Linked DNA regions of Sus scrofa: region 2 is linked to region 1. A link is a contact called in public HiChIP or PLAC-seq data. All regions are on one chromosome and are shown on one strand. The core of a region is the stretch at or near the end of the contact, and the rest is flanking DNA. Distances in the headings are between cores, read along the strand shown.

Region 1 (3,333 bases), core at 107-2,606:
AGCAGGGCCCAGATCCCGGCCTCAGGCAGACAGCCCGGCTCCCCTCCCTCCAAGCCCCGGCAGACCAAGACAGGGGCCTGAGACTCTAAACACCACTACAAACCAAGCCATGAAGCCACCGGCCCACCTGGGTGGCTGTGTTTGGACAGCGTGCCACAGCTTTCAGTGTCCCGGGCACAGCCTTGCCCTGGGGCCCTGGCTGGGCAGGGTCCGAGCCCAGCAAAAGGCAGCGTCTCAAGAGAGGAGAACCCACAAGGCGAGCCAGTGGCAGGGGAGGAGGGAGCTGCGGAGAGCGGGGACCAGGCCCCAGAGGGCAGGGCGAGCGGAGGGAGGGGACGGATGTCAGGCGGGTGTGGAGCAAGGGGCTCGGGCAGCAGGCGTGGGACAGGGCGGCCTGGGTCCGGGGAGGGGCGGAATTCTTGGCGCTGAACTGGCAGGCCTCCGTGGGGATGGGTGCCTCTGGATGTCAAAGCCGAGAGGCTGGGCTGCCCATCCTCTGTGGGCTTCGTAGGCTGGACAGGCCGTGCCTCGGGTCAGGGGCCCCGGGCCGCCAGCCCCCACTCGGGAAGAGGGAGGCACGGCTCCCGGCACCCAGCCCTCTCTGCACCCTAGCTCCCCAGCCCTCTAGCCCTGGAGAACCACAGAGTCTCCTTCGGCCTCCGTCCTTAGGGCCACCCCAACCCCAGGCCACCTGCCTCTCCCCCGCTCCTCAGCCCTCCCCTCCCCCTGCCCCGATCCTGGCGGGAACGGGGGCCCGGAAGCCCGGGTCTCTGGGTCTGGGGACGCCGGTCTGCCCGGGCGACCAACCTGCCCAGAACACCGCGAGCAAGGCCTGGCTCTGCCCCTGGCCCTGCCAGCCGGGCCCTGAGGGCGGAAGCGCCCCCGGAGGCAGGCCCTGCCAGCTCTCCGGGCCTTACCTTCACGCCGTCATTCTTCTTGTTTCCGCCACTCTTCCCACCTGCAGAGGAGTAAAAGTAGAGGCTTAGCAACACCAGGCAGGGCACCAGGGCCCACAGGGCCAGGAAGAGCAGCATCCACGGGCAGCGGAAGGCACGGGGCCGGCCGGCAACGCGGGGACGCCTCCTCCTGGGCCCTCTTCCTTCCCGGGTGGGCTGGGCTCCGCCTTGGCAGCGATCTCAAGTGTGACCCTCGGGCCCCATGGGCCGCGGTGGGTGCTTGGCCTGTCCCGGGGCCGTGGAGCTGCTCTTTCAGTCTGGGGGTTCCCTCTAGAGCCCGGTCGCTCCCCGAGCTGTTGGAGGCCAACCCGGAGGCCCGGCTGCCCGGCCCGGGGCTGGCGGCTCCCTCCCCTCCGGCCCGCTCTAATTTTAGCCCCATGCTGCTGTGGGTCATGTGTCAGCCCTGCCCACTCGCTCTCGACAGCTGCGAGCCGCATTTCGCCCGTGAGAAGAAGCAGGTGCCCCCTGTCTGGGGCCTCCCCTGCAGAGCAGCCTCCCCTGCAGAGGCCTCCCTGCCTCCAGCCCCGAGCCCCACGCGGGGGCGGCCGAGCAACAGCTCTCGGGGAGGCCACACTTGCCCTCCTTGCCCTGCCCTCCCGGTCGCCCCCGGCCTGAGCCCTTGGGGGAAAGGGCAGGAATGCCCAGCCCGGGCCCGGGCCCCCGGCTGCTTCAGACCCCAAGCAAACGGCCTCGAGAGAAACGCAACGGTATCTCCGAAGCGCCTGACACGGCTCCCGACACGGCTCCCGATGCGTACGCAGCAGATGCTCAGTCAACGGCCGCCACGGAAGGTCCTCGTCCCGGCAGCCCGGGGAGGGCGAGCCGGGGAGGAGAGGGGCCCGGGGCGTCGGCGCCCCCGAGGCGTGGAAGGACGGGGCTCAGCCCCCCGGCCGTCACCACATTCCCACCTCTGGGCCCCCTCGGCCTCTCAGACCGAGGTTCCCTCTTGCAAAGCAGTTGGGGGCGGGGGGCAGTGAGTGCCCCTGGGTCCCGAGGCCGAGAGGAACGGCTGTCCCCCCACCCCCGGGCTCTGTGGGCCAGTTCGGGACCTCCCTGCCCCTCCGGCCTCCAAGTGGCCCCAGCCCGCTGCTCCGGCACTGCGGGGCCCGTGAGGCCACACATTCTGACTTTCAGGAGAAGTCAGAAATCTGGGAGTTGCTATGAAATCTCCTGGCTTTTAAGCGCTTGCCCCCCATGATTTTTTTAACCACCACTGGCCCCCCCGGCACATGGTGGGAGGGGAGCTACCCAGACACCCCATGGTGTGAGCTCTGGACTGGAGTTCTCCAGGCGCTTCAGTTGTTAAAAAAAGCCTCTGCCTGCCGGGCGGCTCATCTTTCAGCTGAAGGAACTGCAGGATCCTGGTCTGGGGGCGGGGGGGAAGGCAGGGCAGGGGTCGGGGAGAGAGCACCAAGCCCAGCTTCCAGCAGTTTCCTGGCCCCGGGTCTTGTCCCAGCTGGTAAAACGGGCAGATGGACCCTCTCGGCAAAGCCAGGGCCGGAGCTTCCCAGAGGCCGGGCCTGGTGGTGGGACGGGCCCTGTGCCCACGGTAGCCCAAGGGCCCCTCGGGTGAGCTTGGCTATATCTGCTCGGCTGCCCTGTCAGCCTCCCCAGGCTCCCGAGAGCCAAGCCTCTGGCGGGCATTGGCCCCGGCACTCGCCACCGTGCCAGGGGAGCTTCTCGCTAAGCCCCAGCGCTAAACCCTTCCCCTTCTCTCTTCGGGGCCACATGCTGCGGGCGCAAGGACGCCCCGCCTTAACAGGCCAAGGCCGAAGGCTCCCGCCTTGGACGCATCGGTGACCCAGCCTAGGAAGGGCACTTGCTCTGGGGCTGGTCAAACCTGCACTGCGGAGTTCTCGCTGTGGCTCATCGGGTGAAGAACCTGACTAGTATCCATGAGGACGTGTGTTCGATCCCTGGCCTTGCTCAGTGGGTTAAAGGATCCTGCATTGCCGCGAGCTGTGGGGTAGGTCGTTGACCCGGCTCAGATCCCACCTGGCTGTGGCTGTGGTGTAGGCCAGCAGCTTAGATTCGACTCCTATCCTGGGAACCTCCATATGCCACAGGTGCAGCCCTAAGCAGCAAAAACAAACAAATAAACCAACAAACAAAAAACCCTGCCCTGCATGCATCCCTCAGGCAGTGTGACCTGGGGCTAATCAGGGTTTAAACCTGCCCGAGCCTCTGCTTCCTCACTCAGAGAACAGGTGGCCATGGCCTGGTCGCAAAGGCCACCTAAGCGAGGGCGTCGGGGCTGGCTAGTCCCTGGGCCTGGCTCGGCTCCTCCTGAGTCCACAGCCAAGGACGGGAGGCCTTTCGCCCAGGCCAGCCCAGCCCGAGAACCCAGTGAGAGGTGACGAGGCAGCCACATCCTCGA
Region 2 (3,774 bases), core at 84-2,583, 340 kb after region 1:
TACACTTGTTCTGAAATTTAAATGAGATGATAAAAAATAACTATTACGTGCTAAATAACACGATCATGTGTGGATCCCTGTTCAAATAGCGAAGCCCTGCAGAAAACTCAGGCCTGCGATCTCCGTTCGTTGCTGCGGGATGTTTCGGGTAGGAGGGGGGCCCGCGCTTCAGGCGGGGACACTTTCCACCGCCACGCTTAGCTACCGGCCGGTGGTCTTGGACAGGTCATTGGCTTCCTCCCGGGCTGGGGCTGCGTCCTGAGCTGCTGGGAAATGGACGTGGGAGGATATGAGGCCATCGTGGGTGTGAAAGAGCTCCAAGGACCCCAAACCACGGGCTGGCCCGAGGGGCGGCCCCCAGGGTGCGGCAGGAAGGGCGGGCCGGTGAGGCCCGGACAGGCCAGCGGGTGGGCCTGAGACTCTCCAGCGTAACCCTCTGGAGTAAAGTCTCCCGGAGACTAAAGGATTTGAGAGGTGAGAGCCAGAGTTCTGAAAAAATAGCCAGTCTTCACGGTTACTTGTGACTTCTCACCCCTCTCCGAAGTCAGCCCTGGTATTAGCACCATTTTACCGGTGGGGCCAGAGAGGCACGGAGAGGTTCAGTGAGCTTCCCAAGGTCACACAGCTGGTAACTGGCCAGCTTCCAATCCAGGCCGTCGGGCCCGAAGCCCATGTGCTTCACTCTGCTTGGCACACTCTCCCTGCTTCAGGTGAGTGCCCGGGGCCCGGAAGGCCATGCCGCCTGCCCCGGACTCTGCTGTTCCTCTCTGCTCCCCATCGTCTCTGCCCTCGGGGCAGAAAGGAGCCTCAGTGGGCCTGGGGTCTGAGGCTGACCCTGGAGTGATATCGACCTCTGGTCCTCGCCTCCGTTGTTGTCAGGGAGGGTCAGTGGGCGGTGCTGCGGGCCCAGGAGGCTCTCCCAGGGCCTGACGAGGGGGCGTCGTTGGTCTCGTGAAGCTGGAGTGGATGCCAAGAGCCTGAGCTGTACTGAGCTCAGCGGAGGGGGCGTGAGTCCATCACCATGCCTGTGGGGGATGCCCAGGTCACAGGGCCCAGGGACAGGCCAAGGTCACACAGGCTCCCCGCCTTCTGGGCTGCTCAGGAAGACAGGGGCTTCCTGAAACTCTGGGCCTTGGGGACCCACCCCCCGATCCCCACTGGTCTCAGCTGGGACGTGATTCCTGATATGGGGCCCTTCGGGAGGGCACATGAAATCGGGGGATGGGGAGGGTGCTGATTAAAAAATAGCCTGTCACGCGCATGGCGAGCAGGCCTGCCACCACCCAGCTCGTGCCAGTTGGCTCCCCCGTGCCCAGCTGCCGGTCCCCGCCCACCACAACCCTGGCTCTGGGCCTGAGGCTGGATGCTCGCAGCCGCCTCTCCTCTGCCCCCCACCCCCACCCGGCCTCCGGCAGATGGTGCCCCCACGGGGCCTGGGTGGGCCTGTCGGCTTTAGGCTGTGCGGAGGGTCTGGCGTCACCACGCACTGGCTGTGTGGCCTCCAATGAGGCCCTCTGCCTCTCTGGGCCTCACACAGAGAGCAGGGCTACCGTTAAAGCTCTCTCCTGCTTTCAGAACCGGTTCCGCCTCATTTAGGCCCGACAGACGGTGTGGAGACCCGGCCGGAGAAGCGGGGCGGCCTGCGAGGGCCTTTCAGCTGGGGTGGCACAGAGCCGAGGGTGAGACCCAGAGGGTTTGCAAGCCCGGGGCCTGCCCACCTTCTCCCAGGGGCCTCGGAGGTGGATGTGAGCCGCGTTTTCAAGTGTTTCTTCCCTCCTTCCGTCAGCAGGTGTTTACCGAGCCCGGCTACAGCCTAGGCGCGGGGCCGGCACGCAGCAGAGAGGGAGAGCCAAGGTGCCTGCGCTGGGGGAGGGGAGGGCAGCCCGGCCTAAAACAAACAGTGACGGCATCACAAGCTGATGAGAGTTTGCAGGGAGGTGGCGGGGCCGCGGCGGAGGAATGAGGCCTCGAGGACAGGCGCCCGCCCTGAGACCCATCAGCGGACCTGGAGGCCGAGAAGTGTGGGCAGAAAGGGACACCCGAGGGCTGTGCGGGAAAGGAGTCTCGCAAGGCAGCAGCCGGTGCAAAGGCCCTGGGGCGAGGGCTTGGCTCGTGTCTGAGAACCTGCAGGGGCCGTGAGGCAACCACCGTGAGGACAGTGAGGGCCGAAGCCTGCAGAGGGGCTTGAGGCCGAGCCCAGGAGGGAGGCTGCTCTCGCCCTCTCTGTCCTGCTTTCCCTCCGACGCCCATCCTGGCGGTGCGGGCCACGGGCCCCCCACCCCCAGCGCTCCGCAGGAGAGTTCAGGCCTCACCTGCCTCCCCCTGGTCGGGTGTGCATTTTCCTGGCCCCCCGTCGCACCCTGCCTTCCAGGAGGGTCCCCCTGCCTCACGCGAGCTGGTGAGGGCATGACCGTGGGCAGAGGACCCTGGCCGCTGGAGCTGAGAGCCTCTGTTTGGGTAGATTCTTATTTCCCTGGATTCCCCGTGGGGGCCCGTGGACCCCGGGAGGCTCAGCTTTTGGCCCAATGAAGGCCTGGCCCTGGATGGCCTCCCTGAAACGCTGGCGGTGCCCTCTTCCACCCCCGGCACCCCCCAACCCCAGAGCCCCTCGGGACCGTCCCTGGCCGGAGCTCCACCGGGCGCGTCGGGCCGGCCCCTTTCCTTTCCGGGCCTCAGTTCCTCCGTCTGTTTTCAGGGAAGGACGCTCAGTTTTCTGTCCTGATCGCAGGGCAACCTGGATGCAGGATCAGCACTACCCAGAAGCTTCTTAGAAACACAGACACGGAGGCCCCACCCCAGCCCGGAATCAGAATCTGCAATTTAACAACCTCCCTGAGTAATTGCTATGCACATTTCACGTATGAGAAGCATTGTTCTAAGACAGTCATTTTTAAACTTAAAAACAAGTTTTTAATTAAAACGATAGAATCCTCCTCTCGCTCCAGAGTTTTCCAGATGAAACACCCAAGAGGGGAGCCAGCTACCCTGTATTTATTCACCGCAAAGAGGGAACGGGAGGCGGGTGGGGTGGCCTGGGCGCCGGCTTGAAGGGGCCCGGCACCAGGACCGAGGAGGAAGGCAGCAGTTCTGGGGGCAGGGCTGGTCCGGGAGGTCGCCCCTAAGAGCCCTTTCGGCGCTGCCCTGCAGGGTCCTGTCTGGCGGGTGAGGAGAGCCGGGCCTGAGGGGAGGGCGCCTGGCGGTCCATGCAGCGCCGTCCTTTCCTGCTTGTCCCCATCTGGCTGTCCTGCTCTCTCCCCTGAGAAATCCCTGAAAGGGGAGCCGCGCTATTCTTAGCCACAGGACAGGACGCGAGGGGCGATCATGCCGGTGCGTGATTTATGCCTCCGCGTCAACTGGATCACCCTCGGGTCTCCCAGAGCTCGGCCCCCGCGGCCTTCACTGCCTTCCCAGCGCCCCGACGGGTCCCCGCCCCGTGCCTCCAGCGCCCACCCTGAAACGCAGCCGTGACCCGGGGCCAGGAAGGCCGGGCAGTGACCAAACGTCACGTCTCATTCGCTCGGCACCTGTTAACCAGGCGGCGGACACGCGGCAGGTGTGGACGCCCTGCGGACGGAGACGGGGTCTCCGGCTTCCGGGAGCTGGCACTGAGCCTACACGTTCGCGGTGGCCCCTCGTCTCAGTACTTAATGCACAAGCCCTGGTTTGCACGGTCACCCTGCAAGGGCGCCAGAAGGAGACCCCTTCACGGAGGAGGAAGCAGGCTTAGCGTTTACCAGGCAGTGATCTGCTCAGCAGGGATCTGAACGTGGCGGA

The links. HiChIP or PLAC-seq counts read pairs in DNA pulled down with a chosen protein or histone mark.
Region 2: an H3K27ac HiChIP or PLAC-seq map of skeletal muscle shows a contact between it and region 1. The contact joins two enhancer-like sites. A contact is called at or near these places in 1 of 47 Hi-C or Micro-C datasets (heart right ventricle) and 1 of 2 datasets of contacts at active chromatin or transcription factors (skeletal muscle).

What each region holds. Positions count from the first base shown.
Region 1 is chr2:151,269,430-151,272,762 of Sscrofa11.1, forward strand. CAMK2A (calcium/calmodulin-dependent protein kinase type II subunit alpha) reads right to left here. Exons shown (of 20, transcript XM_021085017.1): 14 at 918-958. Among named protein-coding and RNA genes, the nearest start is that of SLC6A7, 50 kb to the left of the region's middle. Within about 2 kb of position 1,357, at least 12 of the 83 cell types and tissues checked have an H3K27ac peak or open chromatin away from gene starts, as enhancers often do. A contact at or near this core is called in skeletal muscle, where this site is marked.
Region 2 is chr2:151,608,763-151,612,536 of Sscrofa11.1, forward strand. All of the region lies in intron 3 of SYNPO (synaptopodin), which reads left to right. Among named protein-coding and RNA genes, the nearest start is that of MYOZ3, 25 kb to the right of the region's middle. Within about 2 kb of position 1,334, at least 13 of the 83 cell types and tissues checked have an H3K27ac peak or open chromatin away from gene starts, as enhancers often do. A contact at or near this core is called in skeletal muscle, where this site is marked.